Regions from separate parts of the Anser cygnoides genome. Here regions 2 and 3 are each linked to region 1. A link is a contact called in public Hi-C data. All regions are on one chromosome and are shown on one strand. Each heading gives the region's core, a stretch centred on a gene start, on an enhancer-like site or on the middle of the called end of the contact. The rest is flanking DNA. Distances are from core to core; before and after follow the strand shown. Region 1 holds the start of STX16 (syntaxin 16). Region 2 holds the start of LOC106042046 (serine/threonine-protein phosphatase 4 regulatory subunit 1-like). Region 3 overlaps GNAS (GNAS complex locus).

Region 1 (3,400 bases), core at 837-3,336:
AAGCACTGTTAGGTGTCTGGGTCAGAAATTATTGTCCCATTTTCATCTTTATGTTTTGTTCCACTTGGATGAGAAAATTTCTATCTCTGTGCCTTCATTTCCTTTATGTACATTTCCACTATATATTAGGCATTCATTTGTGTCCTGCCTCTCCCCCTGTCTTCACCCCTACTTCTTCTCTACTTCATCTCCTGGTCTGTATGCCTGAAGAACATTTTGCTATTTGTTTTAATTTCCTTTGCAAGGCCTAACTCAGCTTTACTTCTGGCAAATTTCCCTTTATGCCTACACTTCCTAACTTCTAAGATGTAGTTTTCTTTGATTAATCTTTTTTTCCATTCCTTCTAGTCCCTTTGCTTATTCCTAATATCCACTTTGAAGTGGTTATTCACTGAGTTAGGTCTGGACTCCTTCCTTACAGAGTTTTATCCCTTTGTGTACTGGTCCCAAACACTTTTTACACCCTTTGCTTCAGTTCCCAGCCTTCCCAACATTCAAAACCTTTTAAGCTGTCAAAAATCAGGAAGTAAAAGACGCAAATGGCCAGTGTGCACCAACTTCCAGCACATTAGGGGCGTAAGGCTTCCCATTGGGCACACAGTTGCTAAATGAGATATTCCAACCAGTTTTCTCTGTGTAGGCATCCAGAACCAAAAGATTGCTGGAAGACCTCTGGCTGCATGCAAAATTCCACTCAGCTTATAGCCACAGTAGCGGTGCCAAGAGAAGGCTGGAGGATCATTAGCTGAAACTGTTCTCATAGAATAAAAAATTGTTACAGTAGATTAAAAATTAGCATGAAGAAATGAAGTATATACATATATTTTTAAAGTCTCTGTAAGGCAGCCAAAGTGAAAACACATTTCACCAGACCACGAAAAATGAAATGCATGTGTTGATCCTTGTAAGGCTGGAGTTTATTTCCTTGCTAAATTCCAAGTTTTTGTCTCTCCCACTGAGGCAGAAGGGCTGCTCAAATAAATGCCCAAAATGTCTTGCAACAGCAAAGGGATACTTCTTTCTATTTCTCATTGTACAAATCTGTCCAAGCGGTTAGATAAAATGGGGTAATGTTTCCAGAAAATGTGGTTGTGATTACACTCACTGTTCCTTCCATATGTGTAAATACTAATTTTTGATTTTTCTGGTGAGAATTTAAGCTGGAGATGCTCCTGGTGACCAGCATGCAGCAGCTGCCCTGACAGCCCCAGGGAACAGCTGATGCGATGTCCACAGAGGCCGGGCAGCCATCAGCACAGGCCTGGCGCCGGCAGCAGCGGGAGCTTGTCTCAGGGGTGAACAGCTGCCAGGCTGTCCGGTACTGAGGTGTCAAAAAGCAGAGAAAAAGATAATAATTTCAGCCACAGCCTTATTAAAAAGCCTCTTTTGGAAAGTCAAACCCAGTGCTGTCATTTTAAATGGCATGTTTATTTTGGGAGAATGTCCGGAGTTTTCAATTGTCTGAGCTGACATAAAGACCTGTGTGAGTTTTTTGTTTGTTTGTTTGTTCGCTTGTTTGTTTTGGGGAATACAGAATTCACTGAAAGCAAAGCAAATTTGTGGTAATGTTGGGGACTCAGAGGAAAAAAGTGAGGGAAGAGAAGCAAATCAAAAAGGTCATGCTACAATAGTATGCTTTGAACCAAAATTGTTTCTGTTAGAGATGCATCAAGCAGTGAGATAACTCTGTAAATGTACAGAGTTAACTGGAAACTCTCTGGAAATGTTAGGTCTTTTTTATGCTAAGACATTTTGTGCCATCACCAAGGGAGCCTGGTGATGGGTGCGTAAAGACGGATGCTGCCCTTTGAGACAGCGACCGCCACAAGGCACTAACACCCCTCACCACCACCGCCAAGGCCAGGACCCATAGGGTTTTGGGGTTGCGTCAGCCCTGTGAGAGGGGTTATTTCCCAGCTGTTTGGGCTGATCGAGGGGCTTTCTGCTCCTCCTGCCCTAAGAGGGCGGCGGGGGGGGCCGGCAGGGAGCCGGAACGCTAGTGCTGCGGCCTGCGGGCCCGGGCGGAGCGGGGCGGACGGCGGCGGGCGCTGCACAACGCGGAAGCGGGCCGGGCCGCTGCCGGCGGATCCGGGGGCATGGCCGCGGCCGGCGGCCGGGGGCGCCCGGTGCCGGGGGCCTTTCCCCGGGCCCTCTGAGCGGGCCCCGGGCGGGGCTGGGGCCGAGGGCCCGGCGTTGAGGCGCTGAGCGGCCCCGGGGCTGGGGGGGTGGGGGCGCCGGCTCGGGAGGCCATGGCCACCCGGCGCCTAACGGACGCGTTCTTGTTGTTGCGGAACAAGGCGGTGCAGAGCCGGCAGCTGCTGGCCGAGCAAGTGAGTAGTTACGGCTCCTCCAGCCCTCTGAGTTCACGTAGCATGGCTGCTGCGGTGAGTCTCCTCCCTTCATCCTACCGTACCGTGCTGAGCCGAGCCGGGTGCCCGCTCCCCAGACCCCACCGAGCCCCCGGTGCTGCTCCCCTCCCCTGTCCCCCCCGTCCCCCCGTGCTCCCCTTTCCCAAAAAGCGAATAGAAGAGGCCTGGCTCTGGGCTCGCCGCGCCTCTGTTTAATTCAGATAACTTCATGGCGGTGTTGACATGAGGTTTTTGTCCATTGCTTATTTTTTTTCTGCTGTCTCCCCAGTGGAAAAAAAAATAATAATTTGTTTCACAGAGCAGAGCTCTTCTATCCGCTGCAGTGTGGGCACCGTTAAATACAGTACTGTAGATTATCCCTGTTGTTGCTTGACTTTTTCCATAGTTTGTTCCGATGTCTGTTGTTTCCCCAAATGCGAGTAATACCCAAAGTCATCTCATCTGCAGCAGGGGGACGTCAGGAGGTTCTAGTGTGATCCCTCTTAACGGAAACTTCGAAAAGCTATTTGTTCTGTGGCACTGTGTGTGGCTTTGTCTAAGTTTTGAGCTCGTCACACTGGGATGGCAATCTTAAAGGTTGCTTTGAAAGGTTCAGAATTTTTGAAATAATTCTTCCCGAAGTAGGTACAAAAAGGTGTTTATAAACAAGCAGTTTCCTTAGAGCAATTTGAAGGGTGTTTGAAAACTGTTGATTGCAGTAATGAAACAGCCTGGCAGCTCAGCTTTACCAGTTTTTAAAGCTGATTCTTCAAACTTACCATTTGTAATAGCCTCCAGTAAATATCTTTACGCACTCCCATCTTCCCATTAAAGCTTTTTGTGTTTTTTTTTTGTTTTTTTTTTTTTTTTAGGAAAAGCAGTGCTTCATGCTGCAAAACTTATTTCAGCTGATGAGTTGCCACTGAACAGTCTTTTGTTCATTTTTAATTTCGTTACATCTGTATCTATACAAGCTGTGCATCAAATTGCATTTATAGATCCGGAAATATCAGTAGTGATATGTATTATGCGTGCTTCATTAGGCATTGCAT
Region 2 (3,781 bases), core at 800-3,299, 160 kb before region 1:
ATTTACTTTTTAGATTTCTAGCTTTCCAAATAGATAGCATTAAGGTAGGAAAATGCTTTTTAATTAAGGCTTTAAAATCATTAAGATACACACAGTTACAATTTAATTCTAAGGAAAACATCAAAGATGTTCTGCAATACGTAAAAGGACACAAACACAAAATGAACCAAAAGGTCTTACAAAAGCTCCCACCACTTAACCATTAATTTCATCTCAAAAAAAAATATTACTGAAGTAAAAAAAATAAAACTGTAATTTGTTTTTCTGCTACCTACTAGTGAAATGCTGAAACCTGACATACTGAGAGCAAAAACAGTTAACAGGCAACTAACAAAATTCTACAGGGTGATCCCCTGCCTGCAGAGGCAGTGTCCCTGCACATCCTTCCAAAGGAAGGCTTTAGCTTCCATTACACTCTCATGTTTCTCCTGCTGTTCCTCAAGATCATTTTCTTCCTAATCTTGAATGTTCACAGTCGACAGGGAAGCAAAAGCCTTCTGTTGTGCATTTTCAAGTACTATTACACAATAACAGAATGGTTGAGGTTGGAAGGGACCTCTGAAGATCACCTGGTCCAAGTCCCTGCCGAAGAGGATCACCTGGAGCATGCTGTGCAGGATGACATCCAGGCGGGGATATATCTCCAGAGAAGGACATTCCACAACATCTCTGACCAGCCTGTTACAGTGCTCTGTCACCCTCACAGTAAAATGCCCTCTCAAACATTTCTGTGGTAAACAAATCGAGTCTCTCACAAAAAACAAATTCAAGCATCAGTTTTCATTTTTTAATGGAAATGTCAATCCAGCATCCCAAGTGCCAACGAAACCGCCTCCCACACCTACCTGGTTCCTAAAGCAACACCACTTCAATGATTAGTGGCTACAGATTTATCTCCTTAAGAAACAGCTCCTTCAAGTTGTCTGAGCCGCATTCAGCTCTAATCCCCTAACAAAACTCTGCACTGTACCAGCTGAATCGGCGCTGCCTTGCCTAGCACGGAGAACAGGGCACTTAACTTAAAACCACCAGCTTATGTCAGCCAACTGGAGCACAAAAGCTTTTATTTCCGTTTATTCCCAGCTTCTGAAGGGCACACACACAACAACGCCTGCACCGCAGCGGTGAGTGCCCAGCAGAACCCCCAGTGCCTGGAACCACCCCCGAAGCCCCCTCAAGCTTCACCCGTTCGCAGCCACAAAACCCCCCGTCCCCTGAGGCCGCAGCACCGGGCTAATCCTCTCAGGGGCGGCCGGACAGAGCCCATTTCTCTCTCCCTGAGGTTCCCTGCCCAAGGCACTGCTCGCACAGACCCCGGGCACCCAGCTGCCCCCACAGCCAGCGGCCTCTCGCCTCGGGCCCTCCTTCCCCGCGGGACAGCGGCTGCCCCCGGCGGGCACCGAGCGGTTCATGGCCCCCAGGGCCGCCCGGGCGGGCACGGCTGCGAGTGTCAGGGCTGAGAGGCCGAAAAGCCGAGGAGGACGAGGGAAGGGCCCTGTCAGCCCCCGCGCTGCCCCAGAGCCACGGAGAAGCCTTCAGCTCGCCCTGCGAGGCTCCGCACAGCCCCAGCTCTTACTGTCGCGAATTAAAAACGCGGAGAGCGAAAAGCGAGCGATGGCCAGACCCTGGGGTGGGAGCGGGGCCCAAGCAGCGAGCGGAAAAATAAAAAAACAAAACGACAGTTACTCACAATCATCTAAGTCATCCTGCAAATCCACAAAATACAAAGGGATCCCTACAAACAGAAAACAAAAAGAGAGACACCGGGGGGGTTGGCTTCGGAGGGGCAGCGGCGAGGGCGGCCGGGCCGGGCCGGGCCGTGGCGGTGCCCCGGGTGAGGCGCCCCCCGCCCGCCGGCCCCACTTACCGGCCATCTTGGAATGGACATGGGCGAGGAGGAGGCGGAGGAGGAGGGCGCAGGGAGGAGCCGCCTGTGCTTCCTGCCCCCGCACGGCCGAGAACACGACCGGCTGAACAAACGGCAGCTCCCGGAGGGGGGAGAATCGCCCCTAAACGCCCCCCGTCCGTCTCCTCAGAGGGAGGAGAAGCGCGGCCGCCCCGCCGGGGCTGCAGTCAGGTGACGGCGGCGGGCCGCCCAAAATGGCGGCCGGGCCGCGGCGGCTGAGGGGCGAGATCCGCCCGTAGCTGAGGGGCGGGGAGGCGGGGGGCTGCCCGCGCTGGCGTCTGGCTGTCTGTGTGTCCGTCTGCGAGCGGGGAAGGGGCTATGATCGTTCTGGGCCGCGTCTCCGGCGCTCGTTGAAGGCGCAGCCTGCCCGACCATGGCTCTGAGGGAGCTGAAAGTTTGCCTGCTGGGGGTAAGTGGCGCGGGGCGCGGGCAGGGGGAGGCAGGGAGGGGAGGAGGCAGGGCAGGGGGCTGTCTGCCCTCGCCCACCCTGCTGAGGGGCTGTCTGGGCTGGTGTTGGCTGCTGGGGCTGAGCCTGGGGCCCTTCACTCCCAGAGCGAGTGCTGGGCCCCGGTTCCCCGGCCCTGGTCCCTGGAGGAGAGCGGTCGGGGGGACGGACAGGCCTTTCCCTGCGGGGAGAGAGGCGTTTCTATGGGGAGATGTCCTCCTCCTCATCCTCCTCGTTCGGCCTTGGCCTCTGAGGAGGAGCAGAGAGGAAGCACGAAGGCTCAGTGTGTGCTTCCCTCTTCCTCGGCCTTGGAGTTCGTAAAAGGAATAAATAAAAGCATCTGAAATCAACCTGGAGAGAGAGGCAGGGAACTTGAACTGTTCTTTTTTTTTTCTTTTTTTTTTCTGTGTTTGATTTTTATTTTTTAACAGCATGCGTAGCCTTTGAAAGTACATTAAGTGGAGCAGGTAGTGGAAGGAGGAGACATCAAGCAAAGTGAAGTAGGAGTTTTGGAATTCCAGGGAAAAGCCATGTGTTGGCTTGGGTTGGGTTTGCTCTGAGGACTTCATTGGAGAGTCTCCTTTTGAATAGGTGGAGTTTTCTACATCTAAATCCTGTGCTGTACAGAGTATGACAGGCAGAATTGTCTTCTGCTTGTAAATGGCCCTATTGCCCTTCAGAGAGAAAATTGTTTCTGTGCTCTTCATGTTATGAAAACGTTGGGGGTAACTATGAACTACAGTTGGCTCTGCCTGCATGGTATTTTGTCCTGTAAGAAGAGGAAACACCTATGAAAACTGATTCCTGAACTCCTAGAGCCAGAAACTGCATCTAAATTTCTCTTTTTGAGATCTGCTTTGTTCATTGAGACTGCAGACACTATAAAATACAGAACTGAGGTCATACACGTTCTTTGCGAGGAAAACAATTTGAAAAGATAAACAAAAGTGTACGTGCTGTACCCAGTTTTATTATAACAGAAGATTCAAGATAATGCATGAATGGTGTAAAACTTCAACAGCACTTGTGCTGATTTTCCTTAAAATATTTACTCTGTAGATGTAAAGCAAAAAGTTTGTTGTCACCTGTCTTAGTTAAATGACAATTTAAAATGTCCAACTGCTATTGAGAATGGTCTTAGTACTAGCAAGCTGTTATTTCACTCCTAAGTATGCCTACTTTTGCTTGCTTTTTTTCATAATTGATTTGGTGGTACAAATACATGCCCTGAAATTTTTATGTTGAGTCTCTTCTTCTACCATTTATAAACCTGTAAAGGTGTATTTGAAACATGTTTCAGGTGTGTCACGAAGACACTTCAGGCCTTTCATTACGCAGGGTGGGACAGCATTAGTCAGAAGTTGTATGATTTCATGTGCTCGATTGGCTTGCAAAGGTGGAGTACAATATTCAGTTGCTCTATATTTTAC
Region 3 (3,389 bases), core at 439-2,938, 170 kb after region 1:
GTCTCCCTATAGGTGTTTCGCTTGGGTTCAGAAAAAAATAATTAGATCTTCATTTATTTGAAATATGAGGTGAAGGATATAAATGAGATTTAAAATAGTTTATGTTCACAAATAATCCTTTTTAAGCACATAGCTGGACTATCCTACAAAGTAGGTAGAACTCTTGGAAAGTCAGGGCTGCTCAAATGATTTCAGTAGTTCTAACAGTGCTCCTGTAGAAAAATAAATACTAAGTTCAGGGTGTAGTTTAGGTACTTACACGAGACATTGTACAGTGTAGTAAAGCATGTGCATTTTTACATGCATGTATTGAATGTCTGTTGTCTTTGATACTAGTGAAAGCATGGAAATATTCCTGACCTGGACTTTTACAAAAGCACATTTCATTTGTTTGTTTCACTTGTAACCTTCCTTACGTATGAGCTACATAACTTCAAGATATTTTATTATCCTAGGACATTTCTTCAGCGTTCCAATAAAAATCAAGATTTCTTAAGCTCTCAGGAAAACTGGGTAGCTTTTACTCTTTTAAAATAAATAAATAAATCAATCCCAGAAAGTAAACAGAAGTTTGATTAATCTCTTGTAAATGTATGCAAGCCTGATCTCCTCACGTAAACAGCATTTGGAGTCTATGAATACTTCTGTAAATACAGATTCTGGTTCTTCAGAACGGTTGTGTGGTGATCAGTGATCGTTCCTTTGGATTTGTCTTGAGAGAGAGTTCCTTCCTATTCTAAATCAACTTCTACCCTTTTCTGTTGGTGGAAGTTTCTGTCAAAAATTGGCTTTTTGTTTCTAACCTGAAAGGGGACAGCAAAGTTGCAGTGTGGTCCCACGTCCAACGCGTTATTCAAAGTGGCGCTGTTCTCAGCAGTTGCATAAGGCAATAAGGTCGTTTGATTTGACTATTTGTTTTAAGTTTATTATATATTCATTACACAAAAAGCAATGAAATGATGTAGTATCAAAGATATTTTCCAAACCCTAATTTAAGGCTCAAAGGAAATTTCTCAGAGTTTTATTAAACCTTCCTTCCTAGCCAGAGGTCTGTAAAAATAGCTCTTGGTTGCAATGCCTCTGTCACAGCTCTCTGCTGCCCCAAGAGAGAGCTGAAATGGTATAGAAGACTTTTTCCTGAGCCTTTTATGCTAGTAGTGGGTTTAATTCGTTAATGAATTACCTTCTCTTCACGTGTAAGTATATCCTGAAGAAGCAGAGGAATATTGATTACTTGGTTTAAAATTACAGCGAAGCCTTGACAAATGGGCAGCCCGCACCTGCCGACCTTCCATCTTGGTGCTCTCACCAAGAGTGAGTTCCTCCTCCCTAACGAGAGCGATGGGTTTTAAATAGGAGCTGTATGAAAGAATTAAATCTGAGTAGTGTTCCAGTATCAACAGATTAAGCTTCTGCGGTGATGAAATATCTCGTGAAAGTAAAAATGAAAGGGAGATGGTGTGCTGATATGCTATTGGAGACTTAACCAAAGGCGCTGTGGTGTATAATGGGTATAGAATCACATTTCGCAAATACTGCGGCCTTTTTGAAACGTAACAGAGGGAAAAAATGAAAGTTCAAGCTTGACAGGAATTTCTTAAATAAAATTCCCTTCCCGTTATCCCTTCTTGCAGCAACATCCGGTTTCATTTCTACTACTAGAAATGTGGAGGTAACGTAAACAGACACCCAAAATATTTTAGCCTTGTTCTTCTTTCTAAACACGAAAAACTATTGATAATGAGGCTGAATGCTTGCTGAAAGTATTTCTGACTCAGTTATGGGAAATGCTGAGTACTCTGGCCTCTCCCAAAGAGTTTTGTATTCGCCTCTGGACATGTGCCAGTAGCTGGAGAATATCTTCAACTATTTGTAGGTATGCGTTTCCTTTGTGATATCATCGGCATGTTTTCCCTAAAATAGCAAGCAATAATTAACACTTGTTCACACCATTAGGAATGCAGATGTTTCCCTATTCAAGTAAGTGCCTTATTAAACTGTCTGATTTGACAAATTTAACACGTTGTAGGATCCCTGCCCAAACGGGGAGAATGACAAGACACCGTTGGCTTCCTTCACTGAGTAGCCTTACAGTCAATAGTAATCGCTTGATTTCAGATACGAGCAATAAAAAAATAAATCAATTTGCTGTGTATTTACCTATCCTGAAAGGAGAAAAATCAACCTGTGCAGTTTGTCTTGGAATACCCCTTGCTGACGTGCCGCCCCGTGATCCCGTGGTGCCCTAATACAGGTCATTAGGGGAATGCAGCACCGCTGCCTGCCCATCCCGAAAGCAGAGTTTGTGTGCCCCCACCATACAGAGCATGTTGGTAAAGAGGGTTGAAACCAATGGTCAGCGTTGTTTTTAAAAGCTTTAATCTTGGAAGCGAATGTCCTCCAAGATACAATTTTACAGTTAGAATCTGATTTAGTTTGACCTTTAATCATTAGGCTTGTAAGTGGCTGACCTATTTAAAACTCTTATTATGAAATGCACAACTCCATGGGACGCTGAACTTTGCCCAGGAATTGAATCCCAGTTTTAACCACAACATTGTGTAATGGCTGTACACACCTTTTAGTAGGTAGTGTGGTTTTTCTTTTTTCAGTGGCATTGACTTTTGCTGGAATTAGTAAATAAGCTATTCTGCTGCCAGATCCGCCCTATATTATGGTTTTACAAAGAAAAAGTAATGTTGCACGTCCATGCTAGGGTTCCTGTGAACATGGTGTCATAGTCGCAATTACTGTGCCAATGTTTTTTCCCTGCCAACATCCTAATGCCTATAAAACATTGCTTCATAAACATTTTTTAAAAGTCTCTTGAGTATTTATATATTTGGAGGGAACAAAACCGTGTAGACAGTATGTCCAGTTTTTCTCTTTCATTTTCTACTAATATTTTATTCTTTCAGAATGCCTCTCAAAAGCCGATCTTGGTTCCTTATTTTTTCCCAGGCCTGGAGCTTCTCTCTTGAGGATTAATTTTTTTTACAACCAAAACACTCGACCTCCAAGTTCTTTAACACTTTCTCTGGTTGACTTTTAATAAAACTGCTGTTTACCTGCTGCCACTTACTCAACTTGTTGAAATTTTGTACTGCAAGTAGGATTTTTACTTGATTAGACTCTGCATTACCCCATTTTTAATCCAGGATGGTGGTTAGATCTTTCTGGAAGCAAAGTACTGTTCTACAAGCATCCCTTTTACATGATGATTTCCGCTCATGGTTTGTTTGTTTTTTTTTTCTCCAAAGGTCTGATTGCATTCCTATAAACAAATACAGGCAATATACAATTGTTAGCTGTTTATTTGTTGTATTGGGAATCTTTCAGAAGGTGAAGGTGTCTTCTGCTAAACAAAACATTAATGCTTAAACGCATTT

The links. A called contact is a pair of places that touch in the nucleus more often than the background predicts.
Region 2: a contact with region 1 is called in a Hi-C map of liver, with 5 times the contacts expected there. The contact joins the promoter of LOC106042046 here to the promoter of STX16 in region 1. A contact is called at or near these places in 2 of 7 Hi-C or Micro-C datasets (both in liver).
Region 3: a contact with region 1 is called in a Hi-C map of liver, with 1.7 times the contacts expected there. The contact joins the enhancer-like site here to the promoter of STX16 in region 1. A contact is called at or near these places in 2 of 7 Hi-C or Micro-C datasets (both in liver).

Annotation. Positions count from the first base shown.
Region 1 is chr16:5,397,220-5,400,619 of Taihu_goose_T2T_genome, reverse strand. STX16 (syntaxin 16) reads left to right here and starts at 2,086. Exons shown (of 10, transcript XR_010825233.1): 1 at 2,086-2,384.
Region 2 is chr16:5,556,669-5,560,449 of Taihu_goose_T2T_genome, reverse strand. LOC106042046 (serine/threonine-protein phosphatase 4 regulatory subunit 1-like) reads right to left here and starts at 2,049. Exons shown (of 20, transcript XM_048074641.2): 1 at 1,868-2,049; 2 at 1,691-1,735. The coding sequence starts at 1,874. It overlaps RAB22A (RAB22A, member RAS oncogene family), which reads left to right and starts at 2,110. Exons shown (of 7, transcript XM_013190901.3): 1 at 2,110-2,315. The coding sequence starts at 2,280.
Region 3 is chr16:5,225,825-5,229,213 of Taihu_goose_T2T_genome, reverse strand. All of the region lies in intron 4 of GNAS (GNAS complex locus), which reads left to right. Among named protein-coding and RNA genes, the nearest start is that of NELFCD, 54 kb to the right of the region's middle. Within about 2 kb of position 1,688, at least 1 of the 3 cell types and tissues checked has open chromatin away from gene starts, as enhancers often do. A contact at or near this core is called in liver, where this site is marked.